Linked DNA regions of Zea mays: region 2 is linked to region 1. Evidence: chromatin contacts called from public Hi-C data. All regions are on one chromosome and are shown on one strand. Each heading gives the region's core, a stretch centred on a gene start, on an enhancer-like site or on the middle of the called end of the contact. The rest is flanking DNA. Distances are from core to core; before and after follow the strand shown. Region 1 holds the start of LOC111589273. Region 2 holds the start of LOC103626627 (probable LRR receptor-like serine/threonine-protein kinase).

What was found. A called contact is a pair of places that touch in the nucleus more often than the background predicts.
Region 2: a contact with region 1 is called in a Hi-C map of root tip, with 7 times the contacts expected there. The contact joins the promoter of LOC103626627 here to the promoter of LOC111589273 in region 1. A contact is called at or near these places in 2 of 25 Hi-C or Micro-C datasets (ear and root tip).

The regions. Positions count from the first base shown.
Region 1 is chr5:82,384,946-82,389,505 of Zm-B73-REFERENCE-NAM-5.0, reverse strand. It overlaps LOC111589273, which reads left to right and starts at 3,206. Exons shown (of 1, transcript XM_023300066.2): 1 at 3,206-4,151. The coding sequence starts at 3,439. The coding sequence ends at 3,741.
Region 2 is chr5:82,738,365-82,742,497 of Zm-B73-REFERENCE-NAM-5.0, reverse strand. LOC103626627 (probable LRR receptor-like serine/threonine-protein kinase) reads left to right here and starts at 1,624. Exons shown (of 12, transcript XM_035959084.1): 1 at 1,624-1,736; 2 at 1,815-2,373; 3 at 2,487-2,986; 4 at 3,309-3,450; 5 at 3,598-3,669. The coding sequence starts at 1,658.

The DNA.
Region 1 (4,560 bases), core at 1,957-4,456:
AATAATTAACCACAATATAAAACATACTTTATTCTATTTGTTATCTGTAACAGAAAATAAATAGAATAAATAATATGAAACATGTATATAAATTAAGGTTATTTGAAAGCTGATTAATCCAACGGAAATTTAGGAGAAAAACTATATACCGGAAACCGGATGGACCATAGCGGTCCTTTGACCCAGCATTTTTCTTTCCTTATCTCTAGAGCCAGATGCACTCAAGGAATTTTCATTTCCTTTTTTATAGTGAGTTGACCGATACTATTGCATACAGGCATGTAGTGGCCAGATATCCTCATGCAACTGCTTTGACCGAGACAAATATGCACCGCTCAACAAATAATGGCACAACATTATACGACCATGCAGGTACTGCGCGCGACCCAGCTCGGTGGATTGGCTAGATCCCGCGCGGATCCGCACCACACGGTGCTCCATCGCGGATTGGTGCGCTTAGGAGCAGGTCTTCCGGGCTCCGGCACAGCGTCGCGACAGTGGTGGAGGGAGGCCACCGACGACATGACGGGGACGTGTGCCACACCTGCGCTGGCTTCGTAGGGGCGCGCTGTCCGGCGGATGATTCAAGCGAGCGCTTTGTGCAAGTTTTGCTGGTGCTTCACGACCAGGAGGGATGAACTAGCACGTGCGCATGACGGCGCAAGGTCAGCGCCGTTTTTTCAGATACACAGACCCACTATATAATTCAATCTCATCTTCCAGTGAGAGAACTGCCACGGGAGTGGGCGCTTGCAGCGTGGCCGCAACACCACCACGATGACGACGACAAGTTCATAGCACACAGATTGCAGCGCGTGCATACCATCTAATCAAGAACATTAAACATACCGCTCGATTGGGTAGGGGGGAATCGAAGCCTCTCGCGTAGGAGAGTTCGGCTAGACCAAAGACCTGCCAACTTGACGAAGAGTTGATGCAGATCTGATCTCACAGTAACGTCGAGGTAGAGCGTGCTGATAACGTGTTGAGAACTACGTTACCACGGATCATCAGATCCGCACCCTTCTCTCCCGTCAGCAGATTAGGCGCGAGAAGTCGTGGAAGACTCGTATCCCTTCCCAGAAGCACGACAGAGGAAACACATGAGACACGATGTAGGGTTGGGCCTTTGATCTCTTTCTCTTCTCTGTATTATGAGAGGATATACATGTTCCTTATATAGAGATGTGAGACCTCTCATGGACAAAACATGTATTTGCCCGCATAACTAGTTAGGTTACTTAACAACTCCCTCCTACCGCACGTACAACATGCATGGGGAGGTCAGTAGTTTAGTCGATTAGAAAAAAGAAATAGAATTGAAAAAACATAATATAATATAATATAATATATGGTAGTTGGCGTAGGGTTAAGATATATATATATAGGGTAATATAACTACGGAGGATTATGGTATGAAGTAAAGAAATTTTGCTAGTAAAGATATAATATTTTTTTAGGATATAAATTTAGAGCAGTATAAATACGGATAACTTACAAGAGGCGCACGTTAAACTGTCTAAACAGATGTGTCAAAGTTGGCCAGCGCAATCCCATCGTGAACTTTTGGATGGACAGGACCATATATTGAGCAGCAAATCTCCGTCAATCTGTTGTTGCCCCCGTCATGTGGAATGGCATACTGGCATGGCTGCCCCTGCTCCAGTGAGGAACGGACGCAGCACAGTACACTACGCTAGTGTGGCCCGCCCCTCTCTGCCCTCCCTCTAGTAGGGGAAGTACGATGAGCCAAGCGAAGAGCACGTACGTACGTACGACGTGCCAACTGACAGGCAGAGGCAGGTGATGGCAGCAACAGCAGCCGAGACGAGAGAGAGCGCCCATGGCCCCTGTCCGGCTGTCCCCTCTGCTGTAGCCGCTGTCGTAGGGGCGGTCTTGTCAGCAACAGCCCATCGTCGCTAACCGTAGCCTAACGATCGTTCCAAACATGGATATGGCTATCCTATCGGCTACCAGTCTACCACACACAGAGAGATATGATGAGAACAACGGGCACAGTTGTGCAGTGCAGGGCATGAGAAACGGGCACACGCATGGATGGCTACCAGTGAGACTGAAACATCCCTTGCCATCTTCTACGTACAATCTCATACACGGCCCAAACGGAAACGGTGCACTAGAGCCATTCTCCGTCAAGGCCTCTGCCCTAGTGCCCTCTCCTCCTCCACCACCACCTTTTCTATTCCTCTCAATGTTCTCTGCAGCACCAGACGGATTCATGGCGCTCATCAATGCGGTTTGGTGGCAGAAGAATGGGCCGGCCGGGTGAGGCTCTGCATCTGCATCTGCTGCAGTTCTCTCTCTCTCTCTTTTCCCCCCTTCCCATCACTCCCCATCAGTGCATGTCCTACTAGGACTAGCAGGGAGAGACTTGAGGGTACTGTTCCTGCTTTGACCCTCCCCTTCTCCGCGGTTCCTTTTTATCAATGCCTCGGACACCACGCGTGCGCGCAGACACACGCGCGCCGTAATAATAATAATAATAATAATAATAAATAAATGGATTCTGCAGGATTTTGTGAGAAGAATTCACCGCCAAAATGCAGCGCGCCATAAATGAACTCTACAGGGGGTTCTGAAATGAACTTCCCTGTGATGATGTGAGCTTTCTTGGTGTTTTTTTTAAAGAGATGGCCGTCAGACTCACATATCACACTCTGTGAAGCCTGAACCGGATATACTGTTTTCAGTGAACCTTTTAAGGGATGCGTTGATTCTTCTCACTGAATTCTACAGGCAGCTCCACCGTAATACAGTACTGACTGAGCTCTACAGGCAGCTCCACCAGGACAATTAATAAATACTCCAGGTATCCAACTACTAATGTCAATTCCAGCGACAGGTGTTTTCTTTACATAGATGGGTTTGTAATAAAAAGTGAAAATAAGGAGTGAGATATCGACTTTGCTGAATATAGGCTGAGTGGCTTCCTTTGTGCAAACTACTGCAAGTCACAAAACGACCTCTAAATCATATATATGGAGGGGGGTACGGAGAAAATCAGAAAGTTTTCTCTCTTTTTTTCGCACGAGGAATTTTTGCAAGTTTTCACAGCAGCGTATATATTATTATATGTATTATGTATATATAAAAACTAGCAAGCTGCAGCATGCTGCATGCCACAACGCAGCTGCCTGAACTCGCTCCCGGTATCTGCGTCGTCCACCGCCACTTTCTTCGGCTCCTCACTTCACTTCACCCTTCTTCTGTCTGCTTCGACGCCTCGACGCCACACTTGGCAGCAGCTCGCACTCGACAGCAGCCGCTGCTGCTACTCTGCGACGCGGTCTGCGCCATTGTGACAGCTAGCGCTGCACTGGTCTCGCCCTCGCCCTCGCCTCCGCCTCCGCCCACCGCGCGCCCACGCAGCCTACACGTACACGCCCACGTCCTCCTACACCCCTGCTCCCTCCCGCCATGAGGAGGCGACGGTGGGCGCCGCTCGCCGCCGCGTGCCTCGTCGCGCTCGCGGCGCTCCTGGCCGCCGTCCACGGCGGCGGCGGTGGCGGCGCTCGGGGCGCCGCCGCGCCAATGCCCGCGACCCGCCGCCCGGAGGCGAGCGCGCGCGTCGCCGCCTTCGACGCCGCGCGGTGCAAGAGGCAGCGGAACAGAGCTGGCGCCGCCTGCGCGATGCTGCCCGCCGCCGCTGCGGCCGGCGGCGGCGGCGACGACGACAAGCGGGTCGTGCCGACAGGCTCCAACCCCCTGCACAACCGATGACAAGATCTTGCACGATTGCAGAGGCAAGGACGTGGAGGATCTCCGTCGCACTTGCTCTGCGTGCGTCGTGCTCGTGCGTCATTCCATGGCGGATTGGTTGGCGGCGCGAGGGGAAGTGTAGCGGAGGAGAACTCCATGGCCACTGATCTAGCTAGCCTCCAGCTAGGGAGTAGTAGGATTATAGTAGCGTATATAACCAGTTACTACTAACTAACTAGTGGTTCTTGTTCCATGGCCGCTCTGGTATCGGCGTTCGTCAGAGCCGACGAACTGTTGTAAGCCACGGTTTGGAACGCCGGAATTTCGTGGGATTTCCAAGGAAATTGCATGTTTCTCCCGTGAAATTCTCGCGTTCCAAACAAGACCTCAAGACTGGGAAAAGATGCTGGTTTCCTCTTATCTTCTCTGGTTCATATAATACAGCATGCACCAACATTTCGTTTTCTAAGGAGTATACATACTCGGATACTCCTCTTCTTTTTATAAGGAGAATTTGCCTGAATTGGTTTCAAATAGTTTGACAGAACCAACCTGGCCAGGATACGAGCACTGAAGAACCTGACTAGCAATGGGTTTCCACTTCTGCATTAAAGAAAAACGAACATAACTTCACTTGGCATGGTAGGTATATGCTTCTACACCTGCAAAAGGGGGAAAAAAAAAGAACGAAGTCATCCATGTAGTATATGGAACTATGGAAGGCCTGGTATCAAGTTTGCCTTTTGAAGTGAAGTGCCTCTTGGGTTAGGATGTTCAAATGGCTCGCTCCTCGTCAGCTCGCCTCTCTCTGACTTGTTGCATGACTCTCTCTCTCTCTCT
Region 2 (4,133 bases), core at 375-2,874, 350 kb before region 1:
TTATGCACTAAATCGTGCTTATCGACCCATTTAGACTGTTTTGGCCCGCTTTTTCCATGCTAAACGGATTGGGGCGGCCCGTTTAGGCCCGCAACAGGCCGGGCTCGGACAGGGGAACGAGCATGTGTGCTTAGACGACCCGGCTCGGTTTTGTAACCTTCCCTAGCGGGTCAGGCCCAAAACGGGCCGGGCTTCACCGGGCCCGAGACGGGCGGCCCGTTTAGTAATCTCTAGTTTGGACATTTTAGGTAGTATTTGGTTCTGGAGCCCCCAATGTTGGGATGGAGCGGCTCAGTCCAAAAGAATTTGCGGGAACAGAATGATTCATCATCGTGCAAGCAAAATATATTTCTTTTTAGGAGTCATTTCATCCTATATAGAATTAGTCTAAACAACAACAAATTAGCAGTAAAGCGGCTCTATCACACCATACTTCAGAACCAAACACCACCTTATACTCAATCAATAGGTTGTTGAAGGGTGTAGTGATCAAGTTATTCACCACAGCTTCACAAGATTACAAACAACAGTCATTAAGATGCACACTGAAGCTACACACACAATTATTAGCTGCGTCCTTCAGTCGAAAATGGGATTAACTCTCTTGACTCCAGAAGGGTCTTTTGTTCCATTCCTGACAAACACTATCTTGACGTATATTCCCTCACCCAAGCCCGGGGGTCGGTCTCAGTCCACAAGACGTGAGCTGCGCCACGCCAGCTATAGCCCATGTTTGTTTTAACTTTTTCTAGCTTCTGACCACAGTAGCCTACCAAACACTTAGTTTTTCACGCAGTTTTATAAAATAACTTTAGTCAAAACATTCAAAATCTACGTGAACACAGAATCAACTGAGTCATTGAGATAGTAACAAACCGTCACTTTTCTACATGCTAAACTCTATAGAGTTTTTTTTATCTTTCCTCTATATTTAATCTCCACGATACTTAGATTTTCTCTACAGTCAGATTTTTAGAAAAACTTCTAAAAAAAAGCTAAATCAAGTGACATTACATGCATTCTGTTGACCACCATGAGAGACAGAGAGATTTTGACCATCGTGGCATCGCCACAAGAGGCAGAGAATCAAATGTACGCGTTGCAATGATGACGAACTTGTCGATCTCGTCACCTTTTGTAGCATGACAAGATCTTTTTTTAATTGGACAATACCTGACTTTTAATTCCTGATCGGACGTTGACTTTCCTGTCCACAATTGCGTCGGAGGAGTAAGCTACGCATGCATAGCATAGGTACGTCCGTACGTGTACGTATATATACTCTCTCACACACACGACATACACGCACGCACAAGGTCTCCCTTTAAGTTCTGTGCTCATGCATAGCATACACGCACGCATGCATAGCATAGGTACACGTAGGCGTTGCAATGATGACGTACTTGTCGATCTCGTCACCTTTTGGCGTGGGGCATGTAGCATGGCAAGATCTTTTTTTTAATTGGACAATACCTGATTTTTAGTTCCTGATCGGACGTTGACTTTCCTGTCCACAATTGCGTCGGAGTAAGCTACGCATGCATAGGTACGTCCGTACGTGTACCGTTGTACGTATATATACTCTCTCTCTCTCACACACACACGCACAAGGTCTCCCTTTAAGTTCTGTGCTCACAACGAAGTTTGGACAGAAAGCATGAAGCTGAGTGCTGCTGTTCTCTTCTTCTCCATCTTGTTGCAGTACTGCACCAGCAGCGGCCAGCCAGATAGCCGAGGTGCTTTCCATTCTCCAGACTCTGCACCAACTAGCTAGCTTCTTCTCTGACTGACCTACTACACACTTGCCCTTCCAGCAGGTTTCATAAGCATCGACTGCGGCATCCCGGAGAACTCCACGTACCAGGACCTCACCTCCACCATACTCTACGTCTCCGACCGCGGCTTCGTCACCTCCGGCGAGAACCGCAACATCTCCGCCGGCTACATCAGCCCGTCCCTCGCGCAGCGCTACTACACCGTCCGCGCCTTCGCGTCCGGCGTTCGGAACTGCTACACCCTCCCCTCCCTGGTCGCCGGGAACAAGTACCTCGTCCGCGCCGCCTTCTACTACGCGGACTACGACGGCCTGAGCACGCCGCCCGTCTTCGACCTGTACCTGGGCGCGAGCCTCTGGCACGAGGTCAGGTTCAGGGACGCGGCCGCGATCAACTGGATGGACGTCGTGGCCGTGGCTCCCACCGACTTCCTGCAGGTCTGCCTGGTGAACAAGGGCACCGGCACCCCGTTCATCTCCGGCCTGGACCTCAGGCCGCTGCGGAGCACTCTTTACCCGGAGGCGAACGCTAGCCAGTCCCTTGTCATGGTCAACGCCAACCGGTGCAACGTGGGACCCACGGACAAGTCTGTGGTTCGGTGAGTGAGTTTTTTTTTTAAAGTGAAATCTTTTTACTGTTAATAACTGAATGAACTGTACTCCTATACTACACAAGCCCAACCAAAGCACATTTCTCTGGCCCAACAAGCAGGTACCCGCTGGACCCCCACGACCGGATCTGGCTGGCGTACGGCGCCGTCCCGGCCTGGACCGAGGCGTCCGCCACGTCCGTCGTCCGGAACTACCTCGCCGACCCCTACGACGCGCCGTCCGCCGTCATGCAGAGCGCCGCGACGCCATCCGACGGCTCGGTGCTCAGTTTCTCGTGGGACACGTCCGACGACCGCTCCGTGGACGCCAGCAGCGCCACGTACCTCCTCGTCCTCTACTTCGCCGAGCTGCAGCGCGTGTCGGCGAGCGGCGAGCTGCGGCGGCAGTTCGACATCGCCGTCGACGGCACCGCGTGGAACAGGGAACCTTACTCTCCGCCGTACCTCTTCGCCGACTCCTTCTCCGGCACGGTGCAGGGGCAGGCGAGGCATAGCGTCTCGCTTACTGCGACGAGGAACGCGACGCTCCCGCCTCTTCTCAACGCCATGGAGGTGTACTTGGTGAGGCCGGTGGATGAAGCTGCAACCGACCCTGGAGATGGTATGAGTTTAATTAACTATGTACATCAACTCTTTTTTTTTGTGAGTTTTCTGTAGTTACTAACCGTATCGGTGTTAGGAGGTTTCCTTGCAATTTGTAAAGCATGAGAAGTGGTAAAACTAATTGTTTCGCATTCGTTTTCTTTAACAAACACATACGTATCATTGCATTAATATAGAAGAAGAGAGCTAGAGTTACAACACACACATATCACTGCATTTGTGTTAGTTATATCATGTTTTAGATGTATTTCTATCTTGGTAACAGGCTAACAGCTTGTGTATCTATGTACCTACTTTTCTTGTTTTTTCGGTCGTACCAGCTAAAGCCATGATCGCAATCCAAGAAGCTTATGTTGTGAGCAAAAACTGGATGGGTGATCCATGTGCTCCAAAGGCTTTTGCATGGGAAGGACTGGACTGTACTACTGATCCTCCAACTGGTACTCCAAGAATAACAGCATTGTATGTTTCAGACATATTTGAAGGGCTAAAGAAATAATAATGAAAAAAGAATCGTTATAGCATTGTAAATAAGTTTCAATTTGAACTCTCAAGCTGGATACAGCAAGTGAAGCTAACTGTTCTGCGTTTCTCATTGTTTTTTGGCAGAAACTTGTCTTCAAGTGGGTTGACAGGTCCCATCACTACCTATTTTGGAGATCTGAAAGCACTCCAATACCTGTAGGATTTCTTTTCCCAACAATATCTTACTTTTGACATTGAAATGTGATCTGGCCTTTTTTTGTTTTGGTACTACTTGCAAGTTCCAGATTAACTCTATCTCGTTCATTTCCTCCCCTCTGCTTGTTTACTTGTATGTTTACCTATTTTCTCTCTTGTATATATGTATAGTGATTTCTGCACTGTCTACTATAGTAGAACTGATTAACAAGATGCATCTTGCAGTAAATTTGTTGAATTTCATGTGAAATATATGTTCTCTTTCAAATGTCTCATTGTTCTACCTTTCTTAGGCTGTGTCCAACATATCGTACATTTATTTTACACTTTAGATGAAACTATTCGCAAAATAGAGTTTAAATAGGAAATGAGATAGGAGAGCTGCCAGAGATAGCCCTCCACCGTCCTCTGAAAACTACATTTTTGAAAGAAAACTCATGATGCGAAATATGCGCCTTTGGATA